Regions from separate parts of the Mus musculus genome. Here all the other regions are linked to region 1. The links are chromatin contacts, called in public HiChIP or PLAC-seq and Micro-C maps. All regions are on one chromosome and are shown on one strand. Each heading gives the region's core, a stretch centred on a gene start, on an enhancer-like site or on the middle of the called end of the contact. The rest is flanking DNA. Distances are from core to core; before and after follow the strand shown.

Region 1 (3,131 bases), core at 377-2,876:
GGACCAGCTCCTATAGTGGGGGATGAGCCCCCAATTTTGACGTTTTTGCAACACTCAAAGGAAATACTAGTTTCCCTTAGTTCATAAAGAATGGAATCACATGACACTCTGAAATTTAACAGGTTTCAGAAACAACAACAACCTATCTTGGGATGAACATTAATAAACTACAGAATACCTTTGAGAGGAATTCAAATTACATCCCACAGTGATTCCTTCAGCATAAAAATCTTTTTTTTTTTTAAATGTAGGCATCACAAAATATGCTGGCTGTGTTCCTTTAATAGGCGGCCACAAATCTACTTTTAAAGTAGCAAACACTAAAAGACTGGGAGTCTTTTGTCAAGAATTAGAGATTCAGAGTAAGGCATCAAAGAGTTTGACAGTGTAAATTCTGGTCTGGAAGAATGGTTTATGATAATTTAAAGTCTTTGGAAGCAGTAAGAAAACCAGGGAAGACAAACTGGGAGGGTACTGCAGCTCTTCATTACCACACTGAAGCAATACAACCTGCTAGAATTTTATCAAGTACATCTGCCACAGTAAGTCCTTCACGGGAGCTACAAAGTTCTCAGCAACTGAAGGCAGAGGAACAAAGGAAGCGAGCAACATCATTATGGGTTCATAATTTCATCAAATTCCCAAATGGGGGTGGAGGAAAACAGAGCTCCGTTATTGAACCCCTATCTTGTTTGTATTAAACGAATGAATGGATCCTTGCCATTGCATCTCTCTCTAGTGATCAAAAACAACCTCTCTAAAGTTTACAGTAATTTCCATTATTAATCTAGGATTCTAAGATCATAGATTCTTAGAAATTGAGCATTCTGTTTTGCTTTTCTTTCAGAGCTCCGAATGAATTCCCATTCACATGTTACCACTCATGGAAAGGGTGACCACGTTCTAATCACTTCAGTTCTTCATGTCTTGCTTGGTTCTCCTACTGACAAGCTAAGGGTAATAATGGTCGTCTCACGGTTTGGTGTGAAGATTTAATTAAATAGGAATAAAGGGCTTAGTTGTGCCTCACACAGTAAGCTTTCAATAAATTCGAGATTTTTAAATTATTATGAAGGTCATAATATTACGTAATATTACACCTTGAGTTATTTCATTCACAGAATCACAAAACCCCTCTGAAGTTTTACGAGCCTGGCATGTAGGGGATCTATCCTCGATAACTTACAAAGATTTTTAGAACCCAGGTTCGGAAGCAATAAAGGACGTCTGTGTTAGCAGGTGGCGTGGATAGAAAGTAAACTGAAGCAACGAGGGAGGAGGGAAGGGTGAGAGGCTGGAGAAGCAGGAGGGAGGATTTCGGAAGCGTGAAGGTGCACAAGACTCAAATGCAGAACTCCGAACCCCAAGTCTTTCGTTTTGAGCATCCATCCTTCAGTGCTGACTCAGCTGCGATTCCCACAGCTTCCACCCTCTAGAGATCCCCGGCTTAGGAAAGGCAAAAGGCCCTGCTCTCGGTACCTTATTACCGGACCACGCCATGCTGGTCCTCAGGTGATTTGATTACTTTTTCCGGGCGGAAACCTAGAGTGTCGCAACTCAGTTCCGGGCAACCCACAGATCCAGACGTCCCGCGTGCAAGGCGGGGAAGCCATGGGCTCTGAGCATGCGCAGAATTCTCTCCCTGCCTCCTTAGGCAAGGCTTTGTTCTCTGAGCCGCTAAAAGCCAGTCAGTACTGGGCTGGAGAAATGGCTCTGCCGTCTAAGACATTTGTCATCAAGCCTGACGAGCCCATTCAAGCTCCAGGCACCCATATTGTGGAGAAAAAGAACCAATTCCACAAGTTGCCCTCTGATCTCCACGTGTCCCACACATCACAATAAGTAAATAAATAAATTTAAAATAACAAGTTTAATAGTAAAAAAGTAAATAGGGGGTTAAAGGGAAAGGGTCCCAGGTTAGGAATGTGTACTGTTTTCGCAAGGGTATTTCAAAGCCCAGCACCTACATCAGCCTTCCGCGGATCTGACGCCCTCTTCTGGCCTCCACTCAATGCACATACCCACATGCAGCCGCGTGCATACATGATTTTTAAAACTAAAAAAAAAATAATAATTGCTATTACTCAATTGATAATAATCCCTTTCGCTAGCAATTTGTATTGGCACTCTGGAGTTAAAAGTCCCCTGTGTAAGATGAATCCACGAAGTCACTTAACTCCTCTAAAGGCCTTCTAAATATGATACTAAAAAAAAAAAAACCATGAACACGATGACCTTAGATCAACGTCCAAAGAGAAGAGTGAGAGTTCACCGAGTTAAAAGAAAAAGATGGCTCACAACCATCTGTAATGGGATCTGATGCCCTCTTCTGGTGTGTCTGAAGACAGCTACAGTGTACTCACATATATTAAATAAATAAATAAATCTTTAAAAAGGAAGAAAAAGTAGGAAAGGCATTCAACTCTACAGACAAAGTGGTTAAAACACCTTAGCCTCTGGGAAGAATTTCCTACTACCCTGGCGTGTCTGTGGCTGGGAAAGATGCCCTTTTCTAGAGATGGAGGCTGTCAATTCCCGTGAGTGTTCACCACTCATTTGCAAGGAAATTGCCCTGCAGTTCTTCCCTTCTGATAACCCTTGCACAGAAACTGCCTGTTTTCTATACAAAAATGACTCACAAGCTGCAGGTGGTTGGACAAAAGGTCCAGAGACCTGGAAAATGTCTGCAAACCTCTGTTCAATGTGGGAAACGTTCAATCAGATTCTCTTTTGTTGAAAATGGTCCCAAGAAAACAGGCACTAAAATTGATATGATTTGGAGAATTTTTGAAGAAGCCTTCAGGGAATGAAGGTTTAAAAATCGAAGCTGATAGGGTTCGAGAGATGGCTCAACAGTTAAATACATTCGCTGCTCTTGAACAGGACTGGGGTTCAGTTCACATATTACAGCTCACGGCCATCAGTAACTCCTGTTCCAGAGGATCCCATACCCTCTTCTGGGTTCTGAGGACACCAGGCACCCATGTGATACACAAACCTACATACGGGCAAAACACTCATACACAGAAAATAAACAAATAAAAATTTTAAAATAAACACAGTGGTGTCTAGACAGACACTTCGCACCCAGAGGACTCTTCCATGCTTTTATTCAGACTAGAGAATTTTTT
Region 2 (3,131 bases), core at 444-2,943, 240 kb before region 1:
ACCAACAACAACAACAACAAAAAAAAAACACCCTTTAAGCAATGTAATTTAGATCATAGTCACATAGCATGCATTGGTATAGCACAAACTCCTGTTAAAACTGATAGAACCCAAGTCTTCATGACCTTAGATGGTTTATAAGTTAGATGATCAAAATCTGTCAAGTGCCTAAATTAGCATGTGATAGACCACTACTAGTGTTTTTTAATGTTAACTATTTCCAATCTCTTGCACAGGTGGGTACTTTCTACATAGGGAAAAGAGACATACATTGTGAGTCCCCCCAAGAGGGGAAGGTATATAAATTCAAGGTTTTATTATTGTTCTGTATCTTTAAAAAATCAATACTTCTATCTGTCTGGCTATCGATCTACATGTGCACATTGGATAGCCATTTTAAAAAGCTCTTTTTAAAGCAACACTGCATTAAGTGGTCCCTCTGTTAAAATGGGTTATATGTACATGGCTAAAGTTTAAAGCATGTGGGTGCGTATCGCTGTTCACCTGTGAGCTGGGAGGCCTGACGTAAAATCAGATTATATTCTGATTGAAGGCTATGAATGCTGAAGTATATATACCTCTCAGACACCTGTAATCCCATGCATAGTCGTAACATGTGACTCAAACAAGTTTGTAGGATGCTAGTGGGCTATGGTCTGGTTTTCCCCATGCAGAGCAAAAGTCCCTGTGTTCTGAGACAGTGTGTGGAGTGGACCAGTCAGGAAAAGAGCCTTGGGAAACACCAACTAACTTTCTCCTACCAGTCTGACTGAGCAGGCGGCCATTCCCTCAGTACAGTTGGGAAGCAGGTTCCTTTTGGCATGTCCACTGAAGGCTCCCTGAATATTTCATGATACCATTTGCCTTCCCAGAAGGAGCTCAGAAGGGCTGAAACCATTTGTGGGCACAGGAGGTGAGCTACAGGACTAGTGCTGAGATGAAGCAGGTTGGCCTGTGTCATCTCCCCAGAACCATCACCAAACTAGAAACCCCGAAAGACAGTTCAAAGCCGTGGAGAGAGCAAGGAGAAGAGGCCATCTAGGTGGTTCCAGGCACCAGGGAGGAGCCTTAGAGAGGAAGGTAAAAACAATGCTAAGCTGATCATCAGATGACCATGCCATGTGGTGAGTCAGAAACTAGAGACTTATTTTCCATTCACAGGGAAGAACTTGGCTCAGATGCAGGTCCACACGAGGACCGTGGAATGATGAAGCCAGAAAGGGCCACATTTCTTTTCTGTTCCCAAATAACTATTTTGCAGATTGAGAAATGGAAGGCCTGGTTTAGCCAATCACTAGGGTCATTCTGATACATAGTATCCATGTTTCCATTCTGCCCACTTCTAGCTCATAGCTTGGTCAGCAACCCGAGTGATCTCTTAGATGGGTACCACATCCTCTCACCATCCATTGGTTTTAATCCTCGATGGCTTCCATGCTCCTATGGAATTAAACTCACTCCCCATTACCAAATGACATTACACAGGGCTCTTGCACTGTGCTTGCAATTCATCCTTTCTCCCTTCCAAATCACCTGGCCTCCAACCAGCCAACTTGCTATTGCTCATGATGTGCCAACATGGCTGTCTTTGCTTGCTGCCTGCTCTCGGCCTCAGATTCTCTTTACTGGTCTCTTCTCCATGCTTGCATTTACACTTGGAGATGGTTTCGATTTTCCCCATCAACACACATACCACTGAGTCACATACCACTGAGTCATCCCCTATCACATGTCTCTGTTTATGTTCTTTATAGCACTTACTACTAGAGGAAATTAGCTTATTCTACTCATTTTGCTCACTTGTCTCTTTTTCTCACTAAGCTATAAACTATATGAGGTCATAGATGTCTTCCTCTCTATTATATTGCTGTCTCTGGGAATAGTGTAGACTTAATCTTGTAAACAAGCAAATCTCTATTGAACACTTTTTTTTTTATTATTTCACTACGTTGCTTCTTGCTGATAATGATTTGAAAATTACTTTGTACTTGTGTCTGGAGATAATGTGAAGTCACACAGGAGACAAGCTAGCTCTCATCACAGAGGCTGAGAGTTGAAAGGTGAGAGCTTAGCTCTGTGCTTGCTGCTGAGAGTCAGGGTTTGGAAAGATTAGAGACAGACCACCTGTCTGAGCATTGTCCAAGGTCAAGGTCTAAAACCTGGGCACGTCGACTAATACCAAATGTCTTTATCTATAAGTTATCACTTGTTACATAATAAATTATTCCCAAACTCGATATTTTACTCTCATTTAGGGACACTTTTCTGTTCACTGGAAATTCATTCAGAAAGATGGGATAGGATGAAATGAATGAAGAGCAGGAAAAGGACCAGAAATTAAATTCCATTTCAAATTAGTCTTTGTCTGTGGTTTGGCGGCAAAACCTGAAGGAGGAGGTTAAGAATATTGGTTGATAAATAAGCAAAATATCCTATTAAAAAAAGGTTAAAAAAAAGAATATTGGTTGAGATGAGGCCTCAGTGTAGCTGGGGATTCTTATGATGCATGCACAAAAGAGAACTATGCTTACAGTGATGATGAGTGTGGTGATGAAGGGCACAAACCATTAAACAAATATTTATTGAGGACCAACTATGCACCACCAACTATGCGCATAGCATCAAAAAATAAGAACAACCACAAACTCTGCCCTTGAAATCTCAAGTCCAAAAGGGGACATGGAGAAAACAGCACTGCTACCCCCTGCTCGTGGGATCTTAGCCATCTGGGACTTGTTCTCTATTGTCAGAGTCAGTGGGAGCTTCTCCTTAACATTCTCTCTCCTTCCAAGGTGCTGTTTAAAAATGGAGTCTGATGGAGAGAGATGGAGTGGGGTGGGGGGATGACCTCTGCATGTGTTGGAGGTGAGCAGTGACAGTTTAGACAGCTTGATCAGCTCTGTTTGTCTAAAGGTTTCTACAGCTTAGAGAGGCTTAGCTCAAATGCCTCCTTTGACCCACACTCCTCATGAATGTTTGTAAAGATGTGGGGCAATTCTGACATCATATCAAAGCACAGTAGGGAAATGATCCATTTCCAAGTTCACTTACAGGGTGGCTGGCAGGATTCAGTCCACGGTCAACTTGGCTGTTCACCGGTTGTTGGCTAGAAGATGCTTTCTGTTTCTTAC
Region 3 (3,131 bases), core at 234-2,733, 180 kb before region 1:
AGATATCAACTTCTGGTCTCTACACACACATATTTATGAGCATGTGCCCAATACACAAACATATAAATCGCATGCAGAAATACACACACACACATACACACAGAGAGAGAGAGAGAGAGAGAGAGAGAGAAAATAACACTGTTAAACATTTAATCTTCTGTAAGGTAGTTGGCCAGCTAAAATATCAATATCATCAGAGGGCACATCTTCTAAAAGAATACAAATTGGAGACTGTGGCTTAAAGAATGGAGAATGTGATTCATCTTAAGTGCGGTTTATCCTACTCATGCTGGAGTTTGATCTTTGTTGTGAGGCTTAATCTGATGTGTAGAGACGGGAGCCTTGGGAAATGCATTCAGTTTGGATTAGGCAAATTGGACAGAACGCCTGAGATTGAATCCTAGTGACTTTAAATCAGGGGTAAGGGGGGCTTCCTGTCACTTCAAGATTCCCTGTGTCACCTTGGGACTCTGCCAGAAAGGAGGCCATCAGCAAATATGGCTCCTCCAACTTTCGCCTCCAGAATTCTGAACCCAAACGAATCTCTCTTCTTTACAAACGACCTGCTCCTCAGATATTTCAGCACAGCAATGAGAAAGCTGAGGGCTACAGGGAGACACCCACAGCAGGCTTGTACTGCTTGGACCCGGAAGCCCTTCCTAGCTGCCCCGTGCTTCAGAAGTTCTCTGTCCCTTCTCTGTCCCTCCAGGCAACCCATCTCTGACCCTCTACTTAGGTTCCTCTGATATGTCCAGGAATTGGGTTCTTAAACACGCCCATTCTCAGCCTTTAGGGTGGGTTTCTGAGAGCAGGGCACCCAGACCACTTGCCTTCAGGCCACACTGCGCTTTTCATGTAAATGCACTTTTTGTGCAATGTCCCAGATCTGCAGCATGGGAGTTCCTGGGGTGGGGCAAGGCATGCTGAGCCTTGGAGAATTTCTGCCTCAAGCACCATCCTTAGCTTTGTGTATTGATTTGGAGGCATGTCTCCTCCCTTATTCTCTTTTCCTCCCCAACTAAGACTCTTGGCCCAGGAGAGTGGCCACCTTCCCTTCAAAGATGTTTCCTTTTATAACCACAAACACTGTTCCTAGAAAGCCAGCTGGCACTCTCGGCTGAGAATTCTCTTGTTCTTCTCCCCCCCCCCCCCCAAGTTTTGTGATCTTGTGTTCTCGTTCCCTTTTCCTCTCCTTCTCCCTCCTCCTCCCCCTCCCCCCTCTCTCCCTTCCCTTGCCCCCTCCCTGGGTGTAGGATGGGTGGAAGGTGGGGCTTCTGTCATTATAAGAAATTGGGCAGGCTAGCACCCACCACAGGAAGCACAATTAAGAATGATCACAGTAGGAAGGCTGCTCTCCAGGAAGCACGGAGAGCTGTCAGGACAAGTGACCTTTCTAATCACGCCTGACATTTCGCAGCCTTGAAGGCGGAAGAGCTGCCCTTATTCTGGAGGCGAGATGTCGCTCTTTGTCACCCCAGACACCTGCATCTGAGGCTGTGGTGACTTGGCCCCCAGCCACTCAGTGAAGCAGAGCGTGCAGAGGGCTTTGTTTCTCTAGGGAAAGAGAACACACTGAGCCCAAAGCTTAGGTGTTTGGCAACTGAGTCTAAACCGGGGACAGAGAGGTATAGGAGAAGCATATCCCCTCCTCTGAGGATTAGCCTGCTCCCAAGGGCTCATGTGGCCAGGCTGATCAAACAGGGCCCATGGGGAGGATACCAAAGAGGATTACCTTCCAGTCCTTCCTGCCCCAGAGTACTGGCTGCCCTGACTCACATTTTATCCATCTCCTTATGAAAACGACTTTAACTTATTTTCTTAGTATTAAAAAAGAAAAGCTTATTCCAGAAAAGGCCACACAACATATATAGACTATAAAGAAGAAAACTGAAAGTACATTTAATCTTATCAACCAGATAAACACTCTTAATATTTTGAGGACAGCTGACCAGAGTGGTGACTTGAATCCAAAATTGCAGGAGTGGAGAGACCCAGGGAGGTCTCAGGTTCGAGGCCAGCCTGCAGGACAAAGTGTCAAAAAGCAAGCAAGAAGCAAAACAATGTTTTGAGGGCATACAATCTCTTTTTAAAGATTTTTTAAAAATATACATGAACGTTTTGGCTGCAGGTAGATAAGCACCGTGTGTGCGCAGATGCCTGGTGCCCACAGAAGTCAGAAGAGGGCATGAGATTCCCTGGAACTGGAGTTAGAGATGCTTGTGACCTGCTCCACAAACAAACCCAGGTCCTCTGCAAGAGCAGCCAGTGGTCTTAACTGCTGGTCCATCTCTCCAGCCCCGTATACACAATATTTTAAAACAAAATTGAACACTATCATAAATGCTATTTTGTAAGATACTTTTAAAAAAAAAAAAACTTAACATCCTGCATCCTGAGCACGTCGACTAAATGTAAGTTGAACAAAGTCATTCTTAGTGATTCCCCTGTGATCCATTCTGGGAAAAGGACTTCTGGTTGTTGTAAGTTCCCCCGCAGGACACACCATTCCTGCAGGTACTGCAATGCCAGGTTAACATAGACAGTGACCACAGCAGGCTCCTAGGCTATTTTGGTGTTCCTACCAATCCAGCCAGTATGTTGTCTTCAGATACAGTGTGCATCAGCTATTCAGTGGATAGCATATAAAGTACTTGGTCTCAGCCAAAAGGCTGAGAAGCGCTGGCTCTGAGTTTTAGGCATGGTGGAATATTCTAGAGCAAATGTCCTCACAGTTGAATATTCCGAGGGAACTGAGGGAACTTTCTTATGATATATTCCCTAAACATGGACTTACCGAGTTGAAGGATACGAGTACGTGCTGGTGCTCGCCCCACCAGCATGGGAGGATCTCTTGACTCCACCTGCCTTGAGACTGAGGATTGTCTTTAAATCTTTACCATTCCCAGGAGTGAAAATGGTAACTCCCAATGGTCTGAGTGGGTCTTCCTCCCTCCCTCCCTCCCTCCCTCCCTCCCTCCCTCCCTCCCTCCCTCCCTCCCTATTTTCTATATATGGGTGCTTTGCCTGCATGTATGTCCAAGCACAGTGTGTGAACCAGGTGTTCATGGAGGCCAGAAGAGGGCATCAGATCCTTTGGACCTGGAGTCACCAATGGTTGTCGGTGCCATATG

Evidence for each region. HiChIP or PLAC-seq counts read pairs in DNA pulled down with a chosen protein or histone mark. Hi-C and Micro-C count contacts between places; a contact is called where the count stands out from the background.
Region 2: a CTCF HiChIP or PLAC-seq map of the NIH/3T3 cell line shows a contact between it and region 1, with 12 read pairs. The contact joins the enhancer-like site here to the promoter of Xrcc5 in region 1. A contact is called at or near these places in 6 of 39 promoter capture datasets (the C10 cell line, the HPC-7 cell line, cranial neural crest and 3 more), 1 of 15 datasets of contacts at CTCF or cohesin (the NIH/3T3 cell line), 4 of 484 Hi-C or Micro-C datasets (the C2C12 cell line, cumulus cells, nephron progenitors and 1 more), 11 of 115 datasets of contacts at active chromatin or transcription factors (the NIH/3T3 cell line, the SCID.adh cell line, bone marrow-derived macrophages and 8 more) and 3 of 9 other capture datasets (embryonic stem cells, liver and pancreatic islet).
Region 3: a contact with region 1 is called in a Micro-C map of trophoblast stem cells, with 1.9 times the contacts expected there. The contact joins the enhancer-like site here to the promoter of Xrcc5 in region 1. A contact is called at or near these places in 1 of 39 promoter capture datasets (the C10 cell line) and 5 of 484 Hi-C or Micro-C datasets (the HL-1 cell line, the N1E-115 cell line, embryonic stem cells and 2 more).

What each region holds. Positions count from the first base shown.
Region 1 is chr1:72,305,916-72,309,046 of GRCm38.p6, reverse strand. Xrcc5 (X-ray repair complementing defective repair in Chinese hamster cells 5) reads right to left here and starts at 1,626. Exons shown (of 21, transcript NM_009533.2): 1 at 1,480-1,626. The coding sequence starts at 1,500.
Region 2 is chr1:72,549,078-72,552,208 of GRCm38.p6, reverse strand. It overlaps a transcript of Smarcal1 not described here. Among named protein-coding and RNA genes, the nearest start is that of Marchf4, 13 kb to the right of the region's middle. Within about 2 kb of position 1,693, at least 10 of the 459 cell types and tissues checked have an H3K27ac peak or open chromatin away from gene starts, as enhancers often do. A contact at or near this core is called in the NIH/3T3 cell line and pancreatic cancer cells, where this site is marked.
Region 3 is chr1:72,488,728-72,491,858 of GRCm38.p6, reverse strand. The region is part of intron 1 of Marchf4 (membrane associated ring-CH-type finger 4); the gene reads left to right. Among named protein-coding and RNA genes, the nearest start is that of Marchf4, 47 kb to the left of the region's middle. Within about 2 kb of position 1,483, at least 36 of the 459 cell types and tissues checked have an H3K27ac peak or open chromatin away from gene starts, as enhancers often do. A contact at or near this core is called in the N1E-115 cell line, embryonic stem cells and trophoblast stem cells, where this site is marked.